3 separate regions of the Macaca mulatta genome follow, and all the other regions are linked to region 3. The links are chromatin contacts, called in public Hi-C maps. All regions are on one chromosome and are shown on one strand. The core of a region is the stretch at or near the end of the contact, and the rest is flanking DNA. Distances in the headings are between cores, read along the strand shown.

Region 1 (4,921 bases), core at 2,156-4,655, 300 kb after region 3:
GGCGTTTTCAACTGAGAGGCCTGGGCTGAGGATAGAGATTTGAGCCTTAACTGAGACATCCTACTGGGAAGTTGCATCAATGGTCAGTATCTAAGGCCACAGAAAGTGTCACATGACGGTGCTTCACAGGGCCCCACATTTAGGACGTTTGTGTACTCAAAGAGAATCTTTGATGACCATGACTCAGAGAAACTTTTAATAATTTAAAACAGGTTTTGGATCATGTTGATGATGACAGATGGTGCAAGCCACCTACTAAACCCCTCTGGGAGGGGTGGTATTTCTGCCTTGTTCTGAGGGCAGAAACGTGACATGGATGTGGAGGCTCTGGGCAGGGAGATGTGAAGCTGGAGGCACGGCTTCGTCTCCCTAGAATGGGTGTGGCCAGGGCAAAGCTGGGACATCCTCAACCCAAAGTTTTGCACAACTGGATTTGAACTCCTTGTCAATATTCCTAACCAGTGGTGACGTGGAAGGGAGAGGAGGAGGAAAAAAGGATGGCTCTTCATCAAGAGCAAAAGCAAGAAGTTCAGATAGGAGATTTCACTTGGCTTTTCCAGTCTTGGGTGGGGACCCATGGTGGTAGTGAAGAGCTCTGGAATCTTCCAGAGAAACGAGCATGGGTGCCCTTTAACAGGTTCCAGATAGCCAGTTACTGCAGAACAATGTCCTGTTACCAGAAGCTTATTGCAGACCTTGTAACCTGAATCATTGCATTGGCCCAGGGCACACCCAGGAGGGTGGTTTGGGAAGAAGATTCCAGGCTGAGATAAATACCGACATCTGATAGGAAAGCATTTCAGAGACAAGCTCCGAGAGCTTTGGAAAGTGGAACATTCACCCTCTTCTCACAATTTATAAAGGGACTGGCAGTGGTTGTTTTGGGGAGGATAGTAATGGGGAAAGAGAATTGGGTATGTTATGGCACACAGAACCAAAAATGAAGATTCCTAAGTAGTAATCTAATAGCTAGGGAATTGTTGGGCAATTTCAAGAAACTCAAAAAGTATTACAGAGAGGAGCCCCTTGGAGTTTGTAGGAGACTTGGTTTGTCCATCTGGCCCCAAGGCCCAGAAGTAGTTGACAAAGAGACCCAAGTTGTCCCCTGGATGCCAAACCTGGGGAGAGAATGGTCCTGGGTGGCAGCCCCTCCCCATCCAGCCTCAGTCAAGTCTGCCTGCAGGTACCTATGGAGTTGCAGTGTAGCCATTTTATTAATGGTTTTCTGCTTTGGCTGGATTTCAGACATAAAGAAGAGAAGAAGGAAAGGTCTGGGTGACCTGCCCCTTCCGATAACTCTAAAGTTGCACACATCTCCTCTGCTCATATTTGATGGGCTGGGACTTAGTCACTAAGCCACACCCATTGCAAAGGTGCTGGAAAGCGTTGCATTCTCTGATGACCACATGCCCAGCCAAATATTGGCGTCATCTATTCCTACATAATAAGACATAAGTAAAGTGCAGTCACTGAGAATCGCTAGCAGTTTATAACACAGGTATCTTGACAGCCCAGAAGAGACACTGGGTTGAGTTAAAATAAAAACTGGAGTAAATACAATGAGAAGATAGAAAGCCTGCTAAGAACACTGGGGTACTTGAGCGGAACTTAAAACAGTGTCTTTGCTAATGTTTATGGTAACTGTTCAGATAGTCTGTTTCTTTAAGCTAATTGTTTTCTGATTGTAGAAGCAATAATAACTCATTGTATCTTGCTTGAGAAAAAATTAAAAAGTATGAAAAATCAAATATAATTATCACACTCCCAAGAGGTATTACTGCTTCCGTGTTGATATGTGTTCGTCTTGTATTTTCTACAGATGCACACCCACACAGACACGTTCATGTTTATATTATAATTTGAATGCATGTATTTATATCTTATAACTGGATTTCTTTCACTGAAATAATTTGATCAGGTATCTTTTCTCTTGGATGTGTCCTAAGAGTTCTTTCTTTCTCTGATAGAGCCAGATCAAGGAAAGAGACAGGAAAGCAGATGATTGCACCTGCCTTCCCTAAGCGCACTCGGGAAGAGAAGGATCATCTCAAAAAGGGTTAAGGAATGAGAGCATGGAAATCACTTACACACGCGGTGGTGGCTTGGACTTTGCCAGTGAGCCCTGCCTGCCCGCTCGGCTTCTATTCACTCAGGCCCAGCTTGAGCTTCTCCTCCAAGTGCTGGTAGCAGTCATTTATGAGGGAGGAAAGGAGGAGAATAAACACGCTTCTCAGCTCCCAGGCACTCTGTGTGTGTAGACAGAGGCGCGGGTGGATGGGAAACCTCAGCACACCCGTGATCCTCACCAAGGCTGGAGACCTGCAGTGCACACTCCAGGCCGGTGGAAATGGCTCCACCTGGGTCCCTCTAGTGCTCCTCAGCTGCCGCATTAGGGCACCTCGCCCGAGTCCACGTATGGGATGTGCCTGTCTGTGGCCCACCTAAGGTGTGCGGTCCTCCTGGAGTGCCGGGCACAGCCTCCTTGCGCGCGCTTCAGCGGGAATTGAAAATTGCATTTCTCAGGGTCAGCTTTTCCTTGCCCCATAGGCTAGCTTTAGTAACTACCAACGTGTGTGCACGTGTGTGGGTGTGTCTGTGTGCGCACACGTGTGTGTTAGTGAGTGGGAGAAAGGAAGGGGAGGGGAGATCCAGCTATGTAAGCACGTTATTTATTCCCAAGCCTGTTCTAGTTAGGGAAATATTCCCTAGGATCTCAGTATGAATTAACATTCTTTAAACACACACAACACACACACACACACACACACACACACACACACACACACACACCCGTGCGCGCGCCTGGTGCTCTCCTTCTCCTCCTCCTGACATGATGGACAGGAGGCGCAGCCCAGGGCCCTGCTGTGCCCACGAATCTCTCTGGGGCTCTTCTTTCCCTGGGTCTTCCAGGAAGGTCTGAAAGAGCCCGGACCCTGCTCCCCATTTCTTCCCAGCTCAACCTCCACCTTCCCCGACTTCAGGCGCTGAAGGAGGCAGGTTTCTTCTTTGTTAAGGATCCAGCGGGCAGGCACGGAGGGTGCTGGACGGGCTGAAGGGGGTGGAGGGAGAAGCCACCCTGCCACACGGGCTCCTGTCCGTCCCTGCAAGAGCCCCCCACCCTGCACCAGCTGCCGGCAGCATCCTGTGATCCCTGTGTCAGATTTGTCATGAGGGCTATATATTTGGAGAGAGAGAGGAAAAGGCAGCTAGCCCAGGAAGGAATCAACCCCACACGGATAGTGGCTGCATCTTAAATATTTCCAGATAGCACATAGCCCATTAAAAGCCCACATTGCAATGCCTTGGAGGGGGGCTGCCTTTCCCTGCCATACCCCGGGACCGTCGGTAAAGCACAGGCTTTGTCATCGTCTGCGTTTTCGCCTCGGCGCTGTCCTGTCTCAGCAGCTCCTGACTCAGCTGAAGGGGGATGGTGAATAACGCATCCCCTAGGGAGACGCGCTGGGGCTGCGGGGCACAGCCGAGCGAGCAGAGGGAGCCCCTCGGGCTTTCTCCGTGTCTGCCTCCATCTTACCGTATCCAGAGACCACACTAAAATGGTGGCTGACGTGGAGACAGGGGAAGCTCCTTTCCAGTCACGGCCACAAGGCAGGAGGCTGAGGTGCTGTCTAGGTAAGAAGCAAATCTTAACCTTGGGTCTCCTTTCTGCACATGTAACCCTGTATGGTGATCTCTCTAACGTTCAGGGAGCTAAGCCACAAGGCTTTCATTTTTTCCATTCATTTTATTTATTTATTTTGTGATTTTATTTTACCTGCACAGCTTCACCCCTAAAAGGTCTCAGGAAATAACCCTTTCTGTCTGCTTTTCTTTCTTTTTATAAAAGAATCGCATTGCCTTTGCCTCGTAGGCTCAGTTGGATCTCCAAGTGGCGGTACCGTTCTCTCCACTTCAAAAATACACAGAAACATGTGGAAATGTTCTGTCACACAGATTGAAAAGCATGTGCACCAAATTTTCACAGACCTGATTCGAATGTAGATAAAAGTGCAAAATCCAGAGGGGGGAACACGCTATGGAAATCCTGCCTTCTATACTATAATTTAATCATCGTGTGCCACAGAATGTCTTTGCATAAATTACAACCACAATGATAGCATCACTTTCACAAAAGGTGGCCTCTAATCGATCTGACTCTCCAAGAGATGGCTGGGTTTTTCAAAGCAGAGAAATGATGCCCTGCAGTCTTAAAGAGCTGTTGATTGCACCTGGGGCTCCCGTGGCTGGCGCCCATCGAGCAGCCCATCCTAGCTGTTCCCTTGTTCAGCTGATTTTCTTTTTTATCTTGACATTTGCTAACCGCTTTTTTTTTTTTTCCGGGAAGAGAGGATTATTGGCAACTGGCACCACCCCCACGTCTGGAGGAGGGACGTTTCTAGGATGACCCCCAGAGTGGAGAAATAGCCGAGGTAACCTTTTTGCTATAAATTTCTTCCCCTGCCTCCGTCTTCTGTTCCTTTCCTTTCCCCCATCCCTTGAACAAACATGATTTTTAAATTCCCCTCATTTTTAGTGCTTTGGAGTCTTCTCAGATCTGGAGGAGAACAGTTCCTGAGCTGCGCTGAGCAGTTCCGGAGCCCTGGCTGCCTTTCCCCGGGCCCAAGCCCCCAAGAAGAGAGTCCTTTTCAGGACCATGGGAGCATGTTTTAAAAGGCTTTCTATTGAAGCAAGGCCGTCAGCCAGCCGTGCGTGTCCGCATTGTGGTGGTCCCAGAGCCTTATGGACAATCCCTTTGAAAGAATAGGGTTGGGAAGATTCTCAGGACAGAAGCGGCTAATTTCCATCCTTGGAGCTTTATCTCACAAAGGATATTTGATAGAAAGAAAAAATGGAGTCTGTGGAAGCTTTGCTCCTATTTCCAAATGGGTTGACTCTGGATGGAAAGGCATCTTTTCACATTTTT
Region 2 (4,309 bases), core at 331-2,830, 390 kb after region 3:
TTTTATGCCATGTTCCTAGAATGATAGTAAACCTGTGTTGAGAGGCACTGACTGCAGGGAAGAAGGAACCGAAGCAGACCTGAAAGCAGGAGGAAGAACTGGTGGATTCAGTCGCATCTAGGCTGAGGTAGTCAAGGGACTCCCACTCCAAGATGATGTATTGAACACCTGCTATGAATGATTCGTTGTCTGGGCGCTCAGGATACAGAGTGAGCAGACATCATGTTCTCCGACACAGAATAAATAAATGGAGAACTTCAGGTAGAGATGAGTACTATCAAAAGGTGAAGTATGTTACCATCATAGTGATTCTCTGTGCCATGGGAATCGGAGACTCCCTTCCATTGGGTTGTCAAGTAATGCCACTCTGAGGATATGGGGTTTGAGTGACAGCTTTTCAGTTGTCACCTAGGCCTGTGGGTCTGGAGCTCTCAGTCAAAGGAAGTTAAGACTGAAGTTATAATTGCCCATGAGGAGACTAATTGACAGCATGTGGCTTCTGATCGCCTGCACCGGGAAACTCAGCATCACCTCTGTTGTATTCCTGCCCAAAAATGAGTATTCTGAGCAATTATAAGGAAACATTAGACTAATGCAAACTGAGAGAGATTCTAAAAAATAACTGGCCTATACTCTTTAGTGGGTGAAATTCGAATAAGTTCTGTTGATTATGTAATGCACTAGTATCATTCCTTTTCTAATTTTGATAATTGTACAGTACATATAAAAATAATTTCTGTTTTTGAAAACTTACCCTGGATTATTAGAAGTAAATGAACTGTTTGCAACTTTAACATAGTTTAGAAAAAAAATTACATCAGTTGGTGTGCGTATGTATATGAGGGAGAAAAACAAAGAAAGAGACAGAGAGGCCAGAGTGACAGGACAATTGTGGTAACATGCTAACATTTGAGTAATCTGGGTACAGAGTATCCAAGAATTCTGCAGTATTCTTGCCAGTTTTTGAAGAGTCTGAAATATGTCAAAAATACAAAAGAAAAACAGAAGATTGAAATTACAATTGTGAGCCATACTGATAGGAGCTGAAGAATGGGAGTTGAACCGAAAATTAGGGAAAATATGAGTGGGTAAAGAAGAAAGATAAGGACACATTCCCAGAGTGAGGGAGTTGGACACAGGAAGAAAAGAGAGAGCTAAAGAGACAGTAGAAGAGAATGTGACCTGGGTGCGCAATAGCTACTCTAGAGCTCGGCCTTCATCATCCTAAGACTAATTTTTAATTTGTACAAGGGAGTCTAAAAGACCTCTCCGTCTTCCTCCTGGGTCCTGCGGGAGAGAGTGAGGTTGCTCATGCAGCACCATCTGGGTCCAAGCTCCCTGAGCTCCAGGAAGGTGGAATGAGCAGCCACTCCACGAGCCGCCCTGCCTTGGGGAGGCCCCGCCAGGCCAGGGCTTGCTGCCCTGGTGTTGCCCAGAAGCCAGAAGCCCCTTCCCGCTCTCCACATCACAGGTCCCGGTGCCTTCTCTCCCACCCTTGCCGGCAGAGGTGCCTGGTTCCGTATTCCATATAGAAGCTGCTCCTGCCTCCTATTGCTGTCAATGTGCGAAGAATGCCAGATCCAGGGTGTGCCGCTTCAATGGCCCTGGCTGCAATCCAGGGTCTCAGAGCTGGGAATCTGCCTTGCAAACCCACTCAGAAATCGTTCAGATGAAATCAAGGGAGGCCAGAATGTGATAACCATGGCCAGCGGTGGCCTCACAGACCACTGGGTAGAAGCTTATTGTGTCTTGGAGGAGGGAGTCACATCAATATCGAGTTGGTCTGCTGGACTCTCCAGGGCCGTGTGGATGCTCCATATTCCTTTGTCTCTCAGTGCTTCATTTCACAGTGTAAGTTGAAGACAGCAAGTTCTGGCAACAGCTTGAAGTTCCATCTGGCTAATGGAGAACTCGCTCTCCTGGTGCATATTGGTACCTAACCCCAGTCTTCTTTAGGATGACAGCTGGGGCACGATGCTGCGCTCAGCCTGCTGAGCAGTGTGCAATCTGATTCATCCTCTCCCGACCTGAGAAAGCTGAATTCCCTATTGAGAGCGACTGTGAAATGCCCCATTGTGAAGGCAGCTACATCCACCAACAATGAATGGCCGCCAATTTGGGGCTATTTAAATTAGGAGTCAAAGGTCTTCTGGATCTTTCCCATCAAAGATTAAATCCCTCATTCCAGGAAAAGAGAAAGTGAAACTCCTATTATCAGGACGCTATAGGAGGAACCATAAACCAGTGACACCGATGATCTTTTCCAATTAGGCTTATGTAACTTATAGTGGAACACACTTAGCTGATGGCTTAAATAGTTTTATTTTCCCTCGATTATATACAGAATCAATCCACTTGTGCTGATTCAACTAATTCTGATTGCTTTGACTGGGTCAGTTTATTATTCCTCTGGATTAGGAACTTCCAGTTTCCTAATGCTTATAAAATCCAATCCAATATTTTTCAGTCTGGAGTCCTAGGCCACCTCTCGACAGATGCCTTCCCTTCTTATGGAATCTCATTGTAACACTGCTCAAACCCAGCCACTACTATAATTTATCTTCCTGCTAATTTTGATTTATTTATGTATTTTGTGTTTTCCAAGCTTCCCTAGATATGTGGTCCTGTTTTTCATTCTAATGGCTGTTTAGTCAGCAAATTGAAAATTGTCACCCAGTTGAAAATAGACAGATCCACATTCAAATGCTGCTACTGCTTCCTGCTAGCTAAATAATGATAGAAAATTTATTTAAACCTCTGACCCCTGGGTTTATTTCCTCTAAAAATGGTATATTCATCTCACAAGATATACTGCATTATTATATCAAATATTCAATTAACTCACAGATGCAAATTGTCTAGCACGAGACCAGGCATGTAGGGAGAGCACAAGAAGGTTTGCTCAGTCCCTCCTCTCCGCACAAATCTCTCTGCTTCCCCTGCCTGTACAGTAGAGGCCTTTCCCCCTCTCTAAATATAAAACGCACTTATCCGTGTCAAACAACCAGCCACTCAACTCTGTCTTGTGTTTTATTTTCTCCAGTTGCTTCATGGAAATTCACCTTATAGGGCATTTGGGCAGAACAATCACTTGTTCTTCCATATTCTGTCCCAATACAGAATATTTATCTAATAAATACACAACGGCTTCCCATATTCGGGGTTTGAAGTAGTGTCTCTGTGAGGCTGTGAAGTAAATGATTTATTTGTCTTACAAATAGAAAGGGGCATGATACTCTCAGTTTCTGATAAATATGTAAACGAGCCAATTGACAGTAGCTAATCGAGTGTTCCCCACGCAGCAGGCCTCCAGGAAGTGCTCCTGACTGACTGACAGGCAGAGATCACACAATTCCTGGATCTCAGTCCCAGTAACAAATAGAAATAATTCCCGTGTTGCAATAGTCTCCCATGTCTTGATTTTATTTTATTTTTTAATTATCCACCCTCAGCAGTGCACAGGCTCTCAATGGGAAGTCGCACCACTGTTTCTACTCCCTGTGCCAACCAGCCACACCTGATGGCACTGGGCAGAGGTTTTTGGTTCTGAAATGGGGATTCAGAGCATTAATCATTAATTTGTCCTTTTAAATTTATTGGTATTTGCCCCTGTATTATTGTATATATTTAAGGTATACAACATGATGTTTAGATTCCGTATGCATAAAAAGTGATTACTACAATTAAGTAAATTAACATATCAGTCACCTCATGAAGACACGGTGTGTGGAGGGGAGTGTGGGTGTGCACGCACACAGTGAAAACACCCAACATCTACTCTCTTGGCAAATCTTCAGTATCTAATAGAGTATTATGACCCATAGTCCCCACGCTGTGTGTAGATCTCCAGACTGATTCATCCTGCACAGCTGCAGGTTTGTCCTCTGTGATCTCCATATCCCCGTTTCCTCCCCTCCTTACGCCGGTAACCACTGCTCTACTCTCTGTTTCTATTTATTACTTTTTTTTTATTATTGCACACGTAAGTAACATCATGCAGTGTTTTTCTTTCTGTGCCTGGCTTATTTTGCTTACCATAATGTCTGCCAGGTTTGTCTCTGTTGTCTCAACTGGTATGGCCTCCATCTTTGTGAGACTGAATAGTATGTCACTGCACATATATAGGCCATCTCTTTATCCATTAACCTATTGATGAACTCTCAGGCTGTTCCCATGATTATCAATAATGCTGCAAGAGTTACTTTATATTAATTGAAGCTCATAGTTTTATCTTTCCTTCTTTGACATCTTTTCATAAAGGGCATCCTCTTGGAACCATATTCTTTCATCCAATTGAGTCAGCATAGAC
Region 3 (4,651 bases), core at 1,202-3,701:
TATCACAGGGGGATTCAGCTGTAGTACCCGCCTGTGCCGCCTTCAGTGCCTGCTTTAGCAACCCCAATCTTTGCTTTATCTTCTTCAACAAATGGCTCATGTTGCCTTGAACAGAAATTACGTTTCTTGTTCGAAAGAGCAGATTTTAACTTTTATTTCCTCTAAAAAGATCGCAGCACTATGAGAATAAAATCTTTTATTTTCACTCCCACTCTATTCAGATCATTCTCATTTTAAAGCTAAGCATGATTTTTGCTATAGCATAAAGATAGCAAATAAATATGGAATTTGCCAAAGATTTTCGAATGCATTCTCTTTCCGAGGCCAAAATGGTAGGTGCCCTCACACTTTGCAAGCAAATAATGAAGCTGAGCTGAAACATTTCAATCCCTTTTAGAGTGTGGATTTGCCCCGCAGTTGTGGGGAGGTGGGTGTAGATTCACCTTGTGCTCCACCCCACCCTCCCTCCCGTGGTGTTCCCAATAGCTGAAAAACGTGTGAGGTAAGAGAAAAACAAGACCTAGTGCTCGCCGTGCGGGAGTGAAGATGAATTTTCACACACTGCCTTGGATTTTAGACATCTCCAGACTTTAAGTCACCCAGTATGAATGACTGTAAATTCTTTTGATTCCTATGGCCCTGAAAAGAATAAATTGCCAGCATTACCAAGATTTAAATTGGTCTGAATATTCCAAGTATTGAATGCAGTGTCTTTCTTTAGGATAAAGAGTAGGGGAAGTGGGGGACGGGGGCGGGAATGAGTTATCGCGATGGCGGTAATTTTTTCAAATAATGAAAACATGGTATTATTTTATGATATTAGGGTCCTCAGAGAAGATCCAATACTTAAGGAATGTAGTATTACTTGCAGGAGGGCACCTGAAAGGAAGAAAATTTGGATAGTTTTCCCAGTCCTACACGGCTGATTTATCTGGTGAAGGGATCCGGGCAGTGTCTTAAGAACTGCTCAAAGTTCCCAGATACCCAGCGCTGGGGGGTGTGGAGAAGGCGAGGATGGCGACAGACAATACCTAGGAAGCGGCGGTTTTCTTTAATTGCCCCCCGAATATCCGTAGAGGTAGCAGGGACTCAATAAAGAAACACAAAGGAGACGAACACGGCGCGATCGCCGGGGTCCGCGGCTGCTCTGTGGGGCCCAGCGCGCCCCCGGTCGCGGCTCCCCGGCCGCCAGCGCACCTTTCCACCTCCAGGGGAGATATTTAGACTGGAAACTCGAGTGCACCTTATTTTTCTCTTTGGTTTGTGAGTGACCCAGACGGCTTCTAGCTCACAATCGCACGATTTCAGGACGAGGCTGCCGGAGAAGCGCTGGCGACCGAGGATGGGGGAAGGACAAAGAGGAAGAGGAGGCCTGGGAAGGAGAAAGGAGCGGCGGAGGGGCGGGGAGAGGAGGGGAGGAGGGGGCGGGGAGAGGAGGAGCGGGGAGCAGAGGGAGAAGGGAAGGAGGGCGCCGGGCCCCTCGCGGGGACGCCGGGCGGGGCGCGGGCGTGCCGGAGCCTGCGGGACCCAGACCCCGCTCCGGAGCCAGCCCTGGGAGTGGCCAGCTTGAACCCGAGGGCCCCGCAGACCGTTACTCCGGCCCCCGCCCGGGGCGGGGCTCGCGGGGGCGCGGCGCAACCCAACCCGCACAGCCGCGTCCCCAAACACCACCGAGGAGGGAAAACAGACGGAGAAAAAGGACAAAACAGAAAAATGCAAACGGGGGAGGGAGCTCACCGCCTCTCGAGCTTTAAATTGATTTCTTTGCCTTACAAAAAGGGAGAAAGGGAAAAGGAGAGCAGAACCCACGTGCCGGGAAGGTTGTTGTCTTCAAGCGCCACCTTCCGTCGGCCAGGGCCGCCGCGGGGCTACCGGGCGGGCTCGGGGCCGGGACGCCGGGGAGCGGCCGAGCCCCGCGGGGGACTCGCCGGGGAGCAGCTGCGCCCACCCCGGGGCAGGCCGGGCGCGGCGGACTCCGAGCCGGGCAGAGGCCGCAGTCTCAGGCTGGGCGCGTTCCCGAGTGTGTGCACACGGGGAGTGAGCGCGCGCCGTCCGCTGTCGCCGTCGGGCCTCCCGGGGACTGGGCACAAAGGCGCGCGGGGCCTCTCCCGGGACCCAGTCCTCGGTTCGCGCCGGCGCCCGGACCAGCCCGGTTCGCCCCTGGCCGCACGCTCCCCGTGGTGCCGCGCGCCGCTTCCGAGCATCCCGGGGAGAGGCGCATCTGTGCACACACGCGGATTTTTTAAAAATAACATATTTCTAGACATGCCTCCTCTCCCCCCCACCCCCATCTTTGCAAAAGCAGCCCGGAGGGCGGGGTGGAGGGGCGGGGCCTCCGAGTTAATAAAGGGAGATGGGCGGAGCCGGCCCCCAGCCATTGGCTAGCCGGGGGAGTGATGTCACCCATATGACACCGTGATAACTAGTTGAGAGAGAGACCTCAACTTTTTGCAGAAGGAGCGCGCGCGCCTGGGAGAGCTCGGGGTCCGGCTCTTGCGGTGGGAGCCACGAGCCGGAGAGAGGGGTCCCGGGCTGCCTCGACCGCCGTCGCCACCGCCTCTCCTGTCGCGACCGCAGCTCCCAGCGCGCCGGCGGCCGTCGCCGCCGAAGCCACCGCAGCCGCTGTGTGCAGCCTGGAAGGGGGGGCGGGGGGGAGGGGGGGAGCCGCGAAAGCAGGGTGCCGAGGACTTTGCAACTTGCCCAGGAAGGTGGAGGGGTGGGAGGGGGAGGGGGACCTCCGCACGAGACCCAGTGGCCCGGGTTGGAGCGTCCAGCCCCGCAGCGGATCATGGTGCAGCAGGCGGAGAGCTTGGAAGCGGAGAGCAACCTGCCCCGGGAGGCGCTGGACACGGAGGAGGGCGAATTCATGGCTTGCAGCCCGGTGGCCCTGGACGAGAGCGACCCAGACTGGTGCAAGACGGCGTCGGGCCACATCAAGCGGCCGATGAACGCTTTCATGGTGTGGTCCAAGATCGAACGCAGGAAGATCATGGAGCAGTCTCCAGACATGCACAACGCCGAGATCTCCAAGAGGCTGGGCAAGCGCTGGAAAATGCTGAAGGACAGCGAGAAGATCCCGTTCATCCGGGAGGCGGAGCGGCTGCGACTCAAGCACATGGCCGACTACCCCGACTACAAGTACCGGCCCCGGAAAAAGCCCAAAATGGACCCCTCGGCCAAGCCCAGCGCCAGCCAGAGCCCGGAGAAGAGCGCGGCCGGCGGCGGCGGCGGGAGCGCGAGCGGCGGCGCGGGCGGTGCCAAGACCTCCAAGGGCTCCAGCAAGAAATGCGGCAAGCTCAAGGCCCCCGCGGCCGCCGGCGCCAAGGCTGGCGCGGGCAAGGCGGCCCAGGCCGGGGACTACGGGGGCGCGGGCGACGACTACGTGCTGGGCAGCCTGCGCGTGAGCGGCGCGGGCGGCGGCGGCGCGGGCAAGACGGTCAAGTGCGTGTTTCTGGATGAGGACGACGACGACGACGACGACGACGACGAGCTGCAGCTGCAGATCAAGCAGGAGCCGGACGAGGAGGACGAGGAGCCGCCGCACCAGCAGCTCCTGCAGCCGCCGGGGCAGCAGCCGTCGCAGCTGCTGAGACGCTACAACGTCGCCAAAGTGCCCGCCAGCCCCACGCTGAGCAGCTCCGCGGAGTCTCCCGAGGGCGCAAGCCTCTACGACGAGGTGCGGGCCGGCGCGACCTCGGGCGCCGGGGGCGGCAGCCGCCTCTACTACAGCTTCAAGAACATCACCAAGCAGCACCCGCCGCCGCTCGCGCAGCCCGCGCTGTCGCCCGGGTCCTCGCGCTCCGTGTCCACCTCCTCGTCCAGCAGCAGCGGCAGCAGCAGCGGCAGCAGCGGCGAGGACGCCGACGACCTGATGTTCGACCTGAGCTTGAATTTCTCCCAAAGCGCGCACAGCGCCAGCGAGCAGCAGCTGGGGGGCGGCGCGGCGGCCGGGAACCTGTCCCTGTCGCTGGTGGATAAGGATTTGGATTCGTTCAGCGAGGGCAGCCTAGGCTCCCACTTCGAGTTCCCCGACTACTGCACGCCGGAGCTGAGCGAGATGATCGCGGGGGACTGGCTGGAGGCGAACTTCTCCGACCTGGTGTTCACGTATTGAAAGGGGCGCCCGCTGCTCGCTCTTTCTCTCGGCGGGTGCAGAGCTGGGTTCCTTGGGAGGAAGTTGTAGTGGTGATGATGATGATGATGATGATGATGATGATAATGATGATGATGATGGTGGTGTTGATGGTGGCGGTGGTAGGGTGGAGGGGAGAGAAGATGCTGATGATATTGATAAGATGTCGTGACGCAAAGAAATTGGAAAACATGATGAAAATTTTGGTGGAGTTAAAGTGAAATGAGTAGTTTTTAAACATTTTTCCTGTCCTTTATTTGTCCCCCCTCCCTTCCTTTATCGTGTCTCAAGGTAGTTGCATACCTAGTCTGGAGTTGTGATTTTTTTCCCAAAAAATGTGTTTTTGTAATTACTATTTCTTTTTCCTGAAATTCGTGATTACAACAAAGGCAGAGGGGGCGGGGCGGGGGAGGGGAGGTAGGACCCGCTCCGGAAGGCGCTGTTTGAAGCTTGTCGGTCTTTGAAGTCTGGAAGACGTCTGCAGAGGACCCTTTTGGCAGCACAACTGTTACTCTAGGG

The links. Hi-C and Micro-C count contacts between places; a contact is called where the count stands out from the background.
Region 1: a Hi-C map of fetal cortical plate shows a contact between it and region 3, with 2.5 times the contacts expected there. The contact joins the enhancer-like site here to the promoter of SOX11 in region 3. A contact is called at or near these places in 2 of 14 Hi-C or Micro-C datasets (fetal cortex germinal zone and fetal cortical plate).
Region 2: a Hi-C map of fetal cortex germinal zone shows a contact between it and region 3, with 6 times the contacts expected there. The contact joins the enhancer-like site here to the promoter of SOX11 in region 3. A contact is called at or near these places in 2 of 14 Hi-C or Micro-C datasets (fetal cortex germinal zone and fetal cortical plate).

The regions. Positions count from the first base shown.
Region 1 is chr13:118,838,360-118,843,280 of T2T-MMU8v2.0, reverse strand. No RefSeq gene overlaps it. Among named protein-coding and RNA genes, the nearest start is that of SOX11, 290 kb to the left of the region's middle. Within about 2 kb of position 3,405, at least 9 of the 40 cell types and tissues checked have an H3K27ac peak or open chromatin away from gene starts, as enhancers often do. A contact at or near this core is called in fetal cortical plate, where this site is marked.
Region 2 is chr13:118,738,327-118,742,635 of T2T-MMU8v2.0, reverse strand. No RefSeq gene overlaps it. Among named protein-coding and RNA genes, the nearest start is that of SOX11, 390 kb to the left of the region's middle. Within about 2 kb of position 1,580, at least 10 of the 40 cell types and tissues checked have an H3K27ac peak or open chromatin away from gene starts, as enhancers often do. A contact at or near this core is called in fetal cortex germinal zone, where this site is marked.
Region 3 is chr13:119,132,861-119,137,511 of T2T-MMU8v2.0, reverse strand. It overlaps SOX11 (SRY-box transcription factor 11), which reads left to right and starts at 2,451. Exons shown (of 1, transcript XM_077960218.1): 1 at 2,451-4,372. The coding sequence starts at 2,789. The coding sequence ends at 4,114.